Linked DNA regions of Mus musculus: region 1 is linked to region 2. The links are chromatin contacts, called in public promoter capture Hi-C maps. All regions are on one chromosome and are shown on one strand. The core of a region is the stretch at or near the end of the contact, and the rest is flanking DNA. Distances in the headings are between cores, read along the strand shown. Region 1 overlaps Shld2 (shieldin complex subunit 2). Region 2 holds the start of Gdf2 (growth differentiation factor 2).

Region 1 (6,837 bases), core at 1,633-4,132, 290 kb before region 2:
ATGCAATTTTTAAAATTTATTTTTATATTTATTTTATGTGTTTGAGTGTTGAATTGAGTGTAAACAGTCAAACACCAGAAGAGGTTCAAAGAGGGCATTAGATTCCCTAGAACTGGAGTTAGGAATGGCTGTGAGCTGCCATGTGGGTGCAGAAAATTAAATCCAGGTCCTGCAAGAACACGTGTTCCTGATTGCTCCCAAGACACGGCCGCCTTACTTCAGGCGGGAGCAGACCTCAGTTCCTCAGGTATTTGGGAGCTGATGGCTGGGGCTGCTGTCAGTCTGGGTGTCGCTTGTGCTTGCTTTCGTGCTCAGTGGGAAACACACCATCTTCCTAGACTCCCTTCAACAATTGGACGCTGGAAAGAGAGGGGTAGAACAAGAACTGAAAGATGTAAGTCTGTGAAGCTTGAGGAACCAAGAGAGACAGGAAACCTTCAGAATGTGTTTCTGTGCAGCTAGTGGGGTCCTGAGTGTCGTGTGTGCTTTGTTCTTCCTCAGTGCCTTCCTCAGAGGTCACCTACGGCATGGTCGCCTCAGACCTGCTCCATTCCTTGTTGGCTGTCAGTGCTGAGCCTTGTGTGCTGAAGATCCAGAGCCTTTTCGAGTTGGATGAGAACAGCTACCCACTGCAACAGGATTTCTCCCTACTCGATTTCTGCCCTGACTCACGTAAGCTGTGGAGCCCAGGACTTTCTCTAAGGGCAGAGGGCACAGGAGGCATTCCTGGGAAGGAGTGATGAAACAATCTGTCTTTTGAAGATGCATTTATTTTTATTATATGTATGTAAATGTTTTGCCTGTGTATGTCTGTGTACCATGTATGTACCTGGCACCCACAGAGGCCAGGAGAGGGTGTTAGATCCCGAGACTAGAGTAATAGATGGTTGTGAGCCGCCGTGTAGATTTTGAGAAAATGCTCTTAACTGCTGAGCCATCCAACCCTATGATCTATCTTTTGAAATGAAATGACAGGGATTTTGCTTAGAGTTTTTAAAATAGGTAATTTATTAGCATAATATAATTGTGCTAAATACATAATTTTTTAAAGAAAATTCTGTGAAGCTTTTATTATTTGTTTTTCTGTTGGTATTCTCCCCAGCACTGACTTTCTGCTATAAACTGAATTGCTTTCCTTCATTATAACTGTGTCTACTGGGCTAGGGATGCAGTGCTGTTGCTATGGCCTCAGGCGTGGTCGTATCCATCCTTGCCTGCCACTGACACTTTACTGTGGGGCTCTTGGCCCCTGGTCTGTCCTGTAAGTTGTCAGCACTGTGTGGAGTTTCCTTCTGGGAGACAAGCTTCCTCTTAGACTAGGGTACCACCTTTTCATCTTTAGCAGGAGACTTCAGGAGAGATTCCAATTCCTTGGCACCGATTGTCTCAGTATAGCCAAAGGGAGGGGCACAAATGCTTCTATTTAGAGTACTGGGACTCCTGCCATGATATTTAAGTTAATTGACTGAATTAGTATCATGAAAATGGCTGTAGCCCTGAAAGCAAGCTACAATATTCAATGTAGTTCTTAGCACAATCCCAGTGAGTTTCTTCTCAGAAATAGAAAAAACAATCCTCAAATTCCTGTGGAACAAAAGCACCCTTGAGCAGAGCCTCCCCTGAGGACAGAGAGCACAGCGTCTGATTTCAGACACTTTCACAGAGCCACAATGACAATAACAGACAGACGTGTGGATGAAGGGAATGAAATAGAGGGTGCAGAACTCACCCCTGGCAGGTATGATGGAGCAGTGCCAGGCCATACACCAGTGTGTGTGGCATTCGTGTCAACAAGTGGTCCTGGGAAAACCACGTGAGAATTCTCTCATCCACTACAGAAGGCATTCAAAATGGATCAATACTTCTAAGATCTGAAACTTTGACACTACTACCAGAAAACACAAGGAAAATACTTCTAAGATAGAGACACAAGCAAGGACTTCCTGGCACCTTCGGACTGGTGTGGCTGTAGAAGGCAGAGCCTCATGGAAAGGACTCCAGTAGCTCAGGAAATAAGATCAAGAACTGGCAAATGGAACTGCAGATAACTTTAAAACTTCTGCGAAGCACAGAGAAAAGAGACAGCATACAGGTCAGGAGAGAAACCGTCAGCTGTGTTTTACTATCTAGAACAGAGAACAACAAACAAAATCAACAAATGACAAGCAGTTCTCAAAAGGAGTACAAGTGAGCTGGGGGTGGGGGTGGCCCTTGCCTTTAATCTCAGTACTCAGAAGGCAGAGGCAGGAGGATCTCTGTGAGTTCGAGGCCAGCCTGGTCTAGAGTTCCAGGACATCCAAGTAGTTTCTAAGTCTATGAAGAAAATATCCAACATCTCTAGCCCTCAGGGACAGGCAAATAAAAACTATACTCAAAGTCCTCCATCCCAACCAAAGGAGACAAACTGCAAATATTGGTGAGAATGTAGGGAAAGAGGAATCCTTACACACCAGGTAACAGCTCCAAACTACAGAGTCCACAAGCAGTAAATGGATAACAGACAGCACCATGCCATTCACAGGAGGGTGTGTAGCCCTGACACACAAGAAGAGTCATGCTCAAAGGACAGTATGAAGAGGGCAAACAAACTAGCATACACCTTTTCTCATTCCTTAGCTAATGTGTAATGCTGTACATTGTACATCACAGATATTTAGATGGTATGCGCCTATAGATTATATAGTGCTTGATCAGGTGTAGCAATCAGAGAGGAAGAGGTGGTGCTTGGGAAGGGCCACCCCGGATATTGGCTTTTGTGGCCTGCTGGCTCTAGATCTAACCTTCCCCACTTGCTCTGAGGTAACAGCCATTCTAGTGAGTGGCCATAGCGTGGCCACCATGATGCTAAACACTAGAGGGCAGTGGAGACATACCACAGAAGGCCGGGCTGCTATCCTAGGTTGAGCTGGAAGCCACACCTCTGAGTCACGTGTCTACTCCCTCCTGCCCTGGACACAGTGCGCTAGGCTGGGTCCCTTGGCAGACCACCTTTGCTCGCTCACTCCTGCCTGAAAGATTGTCAGTCAGCAAACTAATGCAAGCTCAAACCGAGAGAGCCAAGGTGGTTATTTGCCTGATTTCACTCCTCCTCATTACTGACAAATGGTTAATTTACACAGAAACATGGGAGGGATGGAGAAGTTTAAGGAGGAAGAAGGGAAGATTTTATTTTCCACGCACCCTGACTGCAAAGTACCACAGTTCTGCGCTCTGATGAGAGGGAATACCGACAGCATCTCGGACCCCTGGAGTCTGATTCCAGCTCCAGAGCTGCTCTCTTGCTGCGGGGGACTGGGAGGCAGCGTGTCCTCCTTCCTGCTCTGCTAATGGGAGGGATCTCTCCTGGGCTCGGGTGCTGCCTTATCCCGCTGATGTACAAAACCTTATTCAATTCCCAAGAGATTGTTCCTTCCTCCTTTCCGCAGTGAAGCACAATTCCTTAAAGCAAACAGTGATTCAGGCAAACCATTCCTTCCATAGAAAGTATTAGTGGAGTATAATGGTCAAGTATTACAGTCTGGTTTTAAAATTGCATGCTAAACTCAATTAAGAGATTTGTCAATTATGTTGAAGGAGCTGAGCTTATGGAATCTAATCAGTGAATTATTTCATTATATTTTTCTAATTAACTCTTCAGACTCTCTTATCAGGTTGCTAGCTTCTCCCTGCTCCTTGGATTAAAAACTTAGAACAAGTGCCATGACTTCTTTCCCTCCCCTCCCCTCCCCTCCCCTTCCCTCCCCTCCCCTTCCCTCCCCTCCCCTTCCCTCCCCTCCCCTTCCCTCCCCTCCCCTCCTCTCCTCTCCCCTTCCCTTTCCTCTTTTCTCAGTATTGTGACTGCTTTGATCACCATGAGCAGTAAGTAAATTAAGTAGAATTCCTCTAGTAGTGTCTGGTTCCACAGGTAGACTGTCCACACTTCCAGCATTCAGCTATAGCTAACTCACTGCCTGGGTCCTATTGCTCCGTCTTGTGCTTCTGTCCATCCTTCCCCTCCCCCACCTCCCCCCACCACACCCCTTTCTCAGGTGCTTGGTCACCCCAGCCGGAGCCTGAATGTGGCAAGGAGGAAGATCTCCTGAGGGGCAGGAACCTCGAGCTGCAGAACTTCCAGGACCTCCCTTTAGTGAGGTCTCCCCACCACTCCATGACCGACCTTGGTTTGCTACAGTGTTTGTTGCAGCAACACCATTCAAATCCCTTACAGCAGGGGATTGCCTTTGTCTGGAAAAGGAAGTCAGTTTTGAAAATTTATTCCTCCAACTCTTTTTAAAATTAATTTATTATTATAATTAAGTACACTGTAGCTGTCTTCAGACACACCAGAAGAGGGTGTCAGATCTCATTATGGGTGGTTGTGAGCCACCATATAGTTGCCAGGAATTGAACTCAGGACGTTCGGAAGAGCAGTCAGGGCTCTTACCCGCTGAGCCATTTTGCCAACCCAGTTTTTCCAACTCTTATGAACAGAATTCTGGGTAAATTCCAATTGTGAAGTGCTCAAGGGAGACCAGAAAGTAGCAAGAAAGTGAAAAATAATCTCCCTTCCTCTGCTAATTATCCTCTGACAGTGATGAGCACAGGCTGCTCATGGCTCTTGAAGTAATTTGGGCAGACATTCCACACAGAAAAGTAAGAAAAGCATAATTGACAAATGACTGCACAAATTACAACACATCATTATGGGATGCCAAATTGGCAGCCATGACACCAAGGCCAGTAGGCAGCTTCAGGAAGTGCTCTCCCCCAGAGATGCTCCTTCAGGAGAGCACAGGCCCCTGGGGCTGCCTCACATCGCCCCTCAAATTCTTCACCCCTCCCTGGAGCTGTGCCCACTGTTGTGTAGCTTTGCCAAAAAGGCACGTCTACTTCTCTGACCCTGGATTTTCAGCTTGGCCATATGGCTTGCTTTGGCCCAGGGATATCTAGGGGCACCATACAAGCAGAAGACAAAAAACATGCTCTCCTATGCTTCTGCCTCCATCTCGACAGGCGCTGTCCCTGGGTAGCTGGTGGTCAGTGTGAACAGTCATGGCACTGCTCTGGTAAGGATCCCCCAGCCCATCCAGACCCACGGCGTGAGAACAAGTTACCTCACCTGGGGTAACTCCTGCTCGGCCAACCCACAGATGCAGAGGATAAAAATGTTGATGCTGCATCCACTGAGAACCCGTGGTCATTTGCTATGCACAGAGTCAAGTGAAGACAGCAGCTCACCCACTGTCTTTGACTGGCTGTCCTTGAATCCTGGTTCTCCTGGCTCTACCTACCAAGTTGCTGCCATTCTGCCACCTCCCCACCCTCCACCAAGCTGGGCCTTCTTTTTCTGGGAAAGGACTTCTTTTTCCGCTAGAGGCAGATAGATGTTCACATTAACAACAAGGGGGAAAGCTGGATGAAGCACAGACCTTTTTAAAAAGAGCCCCTGAGTCAGAAGCAAAGCACAGGGATGAAAGAGTTTCTGAGAACCACTTTGCTCTCCGGGAACTTTCTGGGTTTGACCGAGAGGCTAAGCAGGTGGGCAGAGTCTCGGTTCAGGGCAGCAAAGGCTGCAGCTGCAGCTGCAGCTGCAGCGTCTCTGCAGCTTGGGAACTGAGAAGCTGGAGACTAACGCTACCAAGGCAGCCGGGCAAAGACAGCCCCAGGGGCCTTCCCCCCTGGAAACATTTGTTGAATTGTCGAACTTTCATTGCTAACTATGAAAGCAGTTTGAGGAAAATGTCTTAATTCTTTTAGAAATTGGAGTCAGGACCCACAGAGGAAGAGCTCTTGGTTGGATTCTCTGAAGAAGGACATTCAGGACTCTTCAAAACCTGACCATTGGCTTGCCATGCTTAGTTTAAATAATGACCATATCCATTCATGCTTCCTCATACGGTATTTCCACGCGTGCCATAGTCATGGGACACTCCCTTTCCTGCTGTCTTGTAGATTAGAATTTTTTTCTTTGTTTTCTTGACTTTGGGGAAAGCAGAATACTGATGTTATATTCTTATGATGACCAGTAGTTGCTCACCCTTAAAGAATTCTGCCCTCTAAACTCCTTTATGAAAGTTAATTACATCAGTTGATAATTAAGTTTAATACTGCCCCAGTATAACCCGATTGTTATTTTTTTTGCAAGCTGTCAGGAACAGCAGTTTGGAGTATTGGGCTTCACTGTAGGGCTCAAGGTGGGTGGTGAAGGCTGCCAGTGGTGGACACTGCTCCATGGGCCATGTTCTTAGAAACCAGGGTTTTACTGGCTTCGCAATCCCTATTGCACTGTCTGCTTAAAAGCAGCTTTATGAACATACAGAAAACCTGCTTCTTTTTGTTTAAGATGACTACTAATGGCTTCTCTACCAAAAATGTATGAATCTAAATTTCAAGGGCTTGAAGGGAAAATGTTTTTATGATAAGGATTCGAACCCCTCCCTCATCTTCTTTTTAATAGGGACTCATTATGTAGTCTGGCTTTAAAGCTGAAACTCTTCTGCCTCAGCCTTCTGCATGATGGGATTATAAGGGGTGTGTCACTATGCCAGCATGGGAATTTGGATTTTGATAATCTCTTTAAAATCCATACTGATGGAGCTGAAGCGATGGCTCATAGCAGTTAGGAACACTTGCTGCTCTTCGGGAGGATCTGGGTTCAGTTCCCAGCACCCACATTAGGTAACTCCATTCCTAGGAGCTCTGGTGCCCTCTTTTGGCCTTCTTGGGCACCTGCATACATATGGTGTACACACAAGACAAGCAGCCACCCACACATACACAGAAGTTTAAGGTTTTTAACTTAAAAATTATTATAATAGCTGTTTTTTATTATTTCATGATTTTTAAAAAAGATTTATT
Region 2 (6,263 bases), core at 1,498-3,997:
TAAGAATATACGAGAAGTTTAGAAAACTGTACCTGTGGCAAACGTCACTTCCAAGTTAGGAGTTGTTTGTTTCTGGATTTACAGTTAATAGTTACGGATCACAGTAGAACCTCAGAAACAGGCCTCCGTTCTCTCAGGTTGTGGGAGTAGGGGATGGGGCTCCTTATGTGGGAGGATGAGCAGAGACCCAAGCTTCCTTGAAACCCAGCAACTGGTCTGAAGGATGGAGGTGTCAGTCTTCACTGCCCCTCCCTGGGAACTTTGGAGCTTCTTGGTGCCTCAGTTTCCTCTCTTGTATAGTGGGGTCCATCTTACCATTTTATCAAGGTGGCCCAAGAGACTTACAGGCCGGCCATGAGCCAAGAGCTGATGTTCAGTTAATAATACTTCTGTACCCCTTCCATCCTGCGCAAGCCCAGTGCACATGACAAAGCATGTAGCCCTTTACTCTTGCTCGCTGTGTTCTCACTGCTCATCACGGATGCGCCCATGAAGCTTCCGAGTAATCTGGTGAGTGCTGTGCCACATCAGACAGAGAGAACTGTGCATTGCACTCATGGCCAAAAGCGCCCTCCCTGAGGCTACCTCTGCAGTGGCTGTGGGACCGCTGCCAGACACCAGAAATCACAGGCCCACAGGGACTAGACGAATGCTTCCTAGGTCATGTGTGAGGGTTGTTGGTGTTGCTGCTGCTGAGTGCGTGGAGTAAATTGTGCCAATGATGTAGGGAGCTTGGTATCTCTGGCTAGGCTTCACATTCCGGCCCGTGGAATATGATGACTTAGGCCCCAAATAAAAAACCGAAACCAAAACCAAAATCTAGCCTTTCCCCTAGGCAGAGATCCTAGAGAATCCTGGGGCCTGGTGACCTGTAAATTTTATATTTTTAAAAATGAAGCCATATGTGTGTGAGTGTGTGCATAATTTAATTATAAATAATATAATATTATATATATATAAATGAAGATATATATATAAATGAAGATATATATATATATATATATATATATATATATATATATATATATATGCTTCAGCCTCCTTTGCTCCCCTTCCTGCCTCCTCTAATTCCCTCTCCCTCCTCTCTCCTCCTCTTTCCTCTCCTCCCTTTTCTTTCCTCTTAACTTCCTCTTCCCTTCCAGGTCCACTCTCCTTTCCTGTCTTCCTCTGACTTAGAAATATAAGACTTATTACATAATAACTTGAAACTTCTGTTGGGCAGTCAGAAAACTCAGCAGCACTGAGCATGTATGGTGGTCACAAGTGTCCTTAGACACACACGCTCTGCAGGCTGGACAGATCTGGCCAGGCTTGCCTGTGACCCTGAACTGGAACCCTTGGGCATTTGCAAATCTCTGAATCAGAAAGAGAGAGGCCTTGGGCTCCTGGTCCTTCAGAGCAAGATGCCAAACCAGAAGAAGGGGAGCTGGTTCTATGCAGCTGGTTCTATGCAGGACGTAGGGCCAGCCACGTGACCTTGCAAAGGGTGCCTGACCCGGGTTCCTCAGCCCTAGCAATCCCAGCTTTCTCTTCAGTAACTCATACTACGTGGATTCTGGTGTTCTGTGAGTTGTCAGTTACAGACTTCACCTCCGTGTTTATTATCTAATCTTCCTAAATCAACGACACTTCACACCGAAAACATATTGGACAGACACACTGCCCACTGCCTCTTCTACTCTATTGACATTTTACAATCTAGTTCTAAAATGCATTTTATAAGAGAAAACCTGGTTTCCTTTTAAAGCTGAAAAAATATACAAGTTTATTGCAGGCTAAATGAATGATCTATTTCTAAGTCAGAAGAAGACAGGGAAGGAGAGAGGAAGATAGGAAGGGAAGAGGAAGTGGAAAGAAAAGGGAGGAGAGGGAAGAAGAGGAGAGAGAGAGGAGGGAGGGGGAAGTAGGAGAGGCAGGAAGCAGAGCAAAGGAGGCTGAAGCAGAAACAGGGAAATGAGGCAGAGAGGGAGTGAACAGAGGGAAGCAGAAACCTGGTATACTGGGTACCTATGGGGTTAACTGTGGATGTGGCCCGGAGGAGGAGCTGTGCACCAGATCCTTTAGTGTTGATGGACAGGGCCCATGATTTGCACTGCCCTGTAGGGAAGCCATTAGCCACGCAAATGATGAACAGGGAATTCGTATTTTCTCCCTGTTTCATTGGGAGTCACTTCCACAGAAACCTGAAGGTCTGCCGTGGTCAGTGACCGTCCCACACGGCAGAGCCACTTCACTGTGGGGGGCAGGGTGCAGTATGTCCCACCCCACGGAACCCTGGAGGAAGCACTATACCTTCCACGCTGAAGCTCCGCACGATGTTGGAGGCAGGCGTAGACGATTTGTCCGTTGTGTATCTGTTGTACAAGTCGATCATGTACTGGGGTGGCTCCGCTCTGGTTTTGTCCTGGGAGGGAATGCCGCTGAGGTTAAGGCTGCGTAGGAAATCCACCTTCATGTTCTCCAGGAACATCTGCAGGTCAAAGACACCCTCCTCTCCAGCTCCAGACAATCCCAGGGAGCTGTGGGCATTTTCCCCAGGGGATGCTTGTTCCCAGTTCTGCAGCGGCTTCTGCTGTGTGACACAGACCAGCAGGAACAGCGGGAGCAGGGCCACCCGGAAGGCCCCAGGGGACATCTTGGGCCCTGAAGGGGGCCTGAGGGGCTGCTGTGGTCTATCACTTGGTGCAACGAGGAGCCCGGGAGGAATAGGCCCACATTGTCCTGCTGACTGCTTAGCCAAGACTTTGGCTGTCTCACGGTCTCCCCAACAATCCTCCACTCTTCTTATCTGGGTGTGGATGCTCTGCTCGGACCTCTTATCTCAGGCAGCTCTCTTTAATGAAGACTGTATAAACATCTGACCAGCACTAGGGGCTGGTGGAAAGGATGCTGACTACTGTAAAGGATCGGCATTTCTCCGGAGGGTCATCCACCCTAATTAGAATCTTTGTTCCTTTCCTAGCTGGCTTCGTTCAGAAGACTCTCCAGGCAGGGGCACACAGACCGTATCCTGGTGGACCACAGAAACAAGGAATTCAGAAAATGAGGCTGGGGAGTTCCCCAGATATAGAAAGCTCACCAAGTACCCAGAAGATGACACAAACTGTGGGGGTCAGGGAGGTGGGGTGATGGGGGAGATTGCATCAGGGTTAGACGAAGTCTGGTCCTTATGGTATCGGAACCCGGCAGTGTATCTAGGCACTGGCCTCTGAGGAAAGAGCTCCTGAGTACTGAGAATGGAGTGTGCATGGGCCCAGAACATTCAGTGGACTGGTGACGTCCCAGCCAACACAGATGGTACCTCCTGTCCCCACTGTTCTTCCGAGCTGTGGCCTCAGCCCTTTGAGTCTCCTTTAAGAAGATGTGTTTGCATACACGTAGGCCACTGTCAGCTCCTGACAGTGGGTAGCTATGTTCAACCACCCTCCAGTGCTGATGCTGACCATGCTGCAGTGGGGGTGGGGTGAAGGGAAGCTCTGTGTTCAGGCTAGATGCTTATTAGTACCACAAACATATGTATCTGATGCATATTGACCAGCCTTGACCCTGGTCTGTGTGGTGCTGGTATATGCAAGTGCACAAGTGTGAGTGTGTGTATGTGTGTGTGTGTTGTGTGTGTTATGTGTGTGTGTATGTGTGTGTGTGTGTGTGTTGTGTGTGTGTGTGTGTGTGTATGTGTGTGTGTGTGTGTTGTGTGTGTTGTGTGTTTTGTGTGTGTGTGTTGTGTGTGTGTGTGTGTGTGTATGTGTGTGTGTGTGTGTGTGTTGTGTGTGTTGTGTGTTTTGTGTGTGTGTGTGTATGTGTGTGTGTGTGTGTTGTGTGTGTTGTGTGTTTTGTGTGTGTGTGTGTGTGTGTGTGTGTGTGTGTGTGTGTATGGGTATTCAGAGGACAACTTGGTTCATGTTGATGGGAAGGTCACCTAGATCATGATTCTCAGCCAGGAGACCCACAGAGAAGTTGGAGCTCACAGGAGCCGTTGGGCAGTTCTGAGACTGACTCTATGTCCAGAGATGGTTTCTCTCCTATGAAGGCTGCTTGAGTTAGCCCAAAGACAGTGTTTAAAAGCTGTATCTCCATGCTTAGCCTCTGTCTGTCTCATCACAAGTAGCGTTAATCAAAGTGAAGAGAGAAGACAGTTAAAAACACTTGGGATGTGCGGCAGCTTAATCCAAGGAAGATGCGGTGTGATAGTCTGCGGTCAGGGCTCCCGGGGAGAGGGAATAGAGGGCCAAGACATTGTAGGATGGGCCACAGCAGGCTGCCAGAGTGGGAGAGTGAAACCAGGGACTGCCAGGGAGAACTTAACTTGTATCCACCCTTTTAGAGACACAATGAGGAGAGAAGGGAAGGGTATGGCGAGGAGCCGCTGAAAGCGGAAGTGTGCTGGGCACCTATTCGCGTCTGAAGCAGGACTGGGAAAGATGAATGCAATGCATGCTAAGCCCAGGAGATGGCGCTGAAGCTGCAGAGCCGTGGGCCTGGAGGAGCTGCAGAATGAGGTCTGTAGCCTCATGATGTGCCATAACCTCTAGGACAAACACCCTCCACATTCAAAGAGTCTGAGCATAAGGGCCAAAGCACAGTGTGTTCACTAGTGTCTTATGAAGGCCACAGGAAACTTCAGGTTTGATGGTGAGTGCGGTGTGAGTCAAGGCCCACGTGGTCAGCACTACCCATAAATTTCCAGCCTGGAGCCCCTTATATATGTGCAATAGAGTTGTCACCATGACAGTGAACACATTCACTGCAAAACAAGGTCTAGGGTTCCAGATCTCTACCTAGATATGCATGGGTCCCCGAGGTCATGCAGTTGAACCTGTGTTGGTCTGGAGATAACAGTATGGTAGTTTGTCATACTATGTCCTTGAACGTATACAGCCTCTAGAAGGAAGGCACCTTAGAGAGTGATTCATCAGGCCCAAATCCAGGTTTTGAGATGCTTCAGATTGAGCTCTGCTTTTACAGAGCGCAAGAGCAGAATCTTGATAACACCAAGTGTCTGGTCTGAGGTATTCTAATAAGTGTGTGCATTTATCATTCATAAAATACCGTGAGAGCCACCAGATGCCTAATGTTGCTTCAGTAGTCCAAATGGAGATGGTACTGCTGTGATGGAGACACAGATTTCCGGGTAGAGGTGGGAGGGCCTGAGGACGGGCCTCAGAGGAAGGAGGAGGCCAACGGTGGGGTCAGATAAGAAGGAAGAGATGGACTTGGCTGCAGGAGAACACCGCAGGTGCCACCTGCATTTGAGTACCTGATGTTGGTGCATGGAGGAGGGTAAGAGGTGGCATGGTTGGGAGACCAGGAGGAAGCCAGCTGGCAAGCTCAGGCAGTGAGCTGTATTCCACAGCTATGAAATGAGAGCCCAACTTAGTTTATTCTACTTCACCAACATCTGGGGACACAAGCTTTCACAGATAACGGTGTTTCTCCAGTTTCTGTTCTACTCCCCAAGCTGTGGATGCTCCTTTGAGCTGGCTCCCCTTCCCTGCCTCTTGTATCTGTCAGTCAAGTCTAATCTAGTCCTAGGCTCCCTCCTCTAATCTGACTGCATGAGTTGGGAATGAAAAGGGGCTGAGTAGCTCTATTTATTTATTCAAATATTTAACATTGGTTATGTGTCAAAGGACACACTAAACTATACAGCTGCCTCTCCCCGTGTCTATGGATTCCACATCCTTAGATGCTATCACCCTGGGGTTAAAAACAATTGAAAAAAAAAAAAACCCAAACAACCCTGCATTTGATTTGTGTTTGCAGGAGGTTTCCTTCCCCTAAACAATGCAGTATAACAACTTGGTGTGATTTTATTTTATTTTAAAATGTATTTTGACTTTCAATGGACACATAGAAATTGCACATATCTGTAAGATGCAATGTAGCATTTTCATTCATATATACAATATAACGATTTGATCAGAGGAGCAGGCATTTTTTTCATTTCTGCATTTCTTTGTTGTTGTTTTATGCTTTTTAAAACTTATTTTTATTTATGTGTACGTGTGTGTGTGTGTGTGTGTGTGTGTGTGTGTGTGTGTGTCATGTAAGCGCTGGTGCCCAGAGGCCAGAGAAGGTGGCAGATACTGTGGAACTGGAGTTAGAGGCAACTGTGAACTGTCTGACATGGGCGATAGCAGCTGAATTTAGCTCCTTGGAAGGAGAAGCAAGCTCTTTTACCTGCTGAGTCATCTCTCCTGGCTACTTAATAAAAGAGATTTAACCATCCTCAGATTTGGTGTATGTAGTGGAACCCTGGAACC

Evidence for each region. Promoter capture Hi-C pulls out the DNA fragments that hold promoters and counts their contacts.
Region 1: a promoter capture Hi-C map of stem cell-derived epiblast-like cells shows a contact between it and region 2, with 2.2 times the contacts expected there. The contact joins the enhancer-like site here to the promoter of Gdf2 in region 2. A contact is called at or near these places in 1 of 39 promoter capture datasets (stem cell-derived epiblast-like cells), 1 of 484 Hi-C or Micro-C datasets (nephron progenitors) and 1 of 9 other capture datasets (adipose tissue).

What each region holds. Positions count from the first base shown.
Region 1 is chr14:34,231,251-34,238,087 of GRCm38.p6, reverse strand. Shld2 (shieldin complex subunit 2) reads left to right here. Exons shown (of 10, transcript NM_001360074.1): 10 at 502-1,055. The coding sequence ends at 740. Among named protein-coding and RNA genes, the nearest start is that of Syt15, 15 kb to the right of the region's middle. Within about 2 kb of position 2,882, at least 45 of the 459 cell types and tissues checked have an H3K27ac peak or open chromatin away from gene starts, as enhancers often do. A contact at or near this core is called in stem cell-derived epiblast-like cells, where this site is marked.
Region 2 is chr14:33,937,523-33,943,785 of GRCm38.p6, reverse strand. It overlaps Gdf2 (growth differentiation factor 2), which reads right to left and starts at 2,747. Exons shown (of 2, transcript NM_019506.4): 1 at 2,293-2,747. The coding sequence starts at 2,635.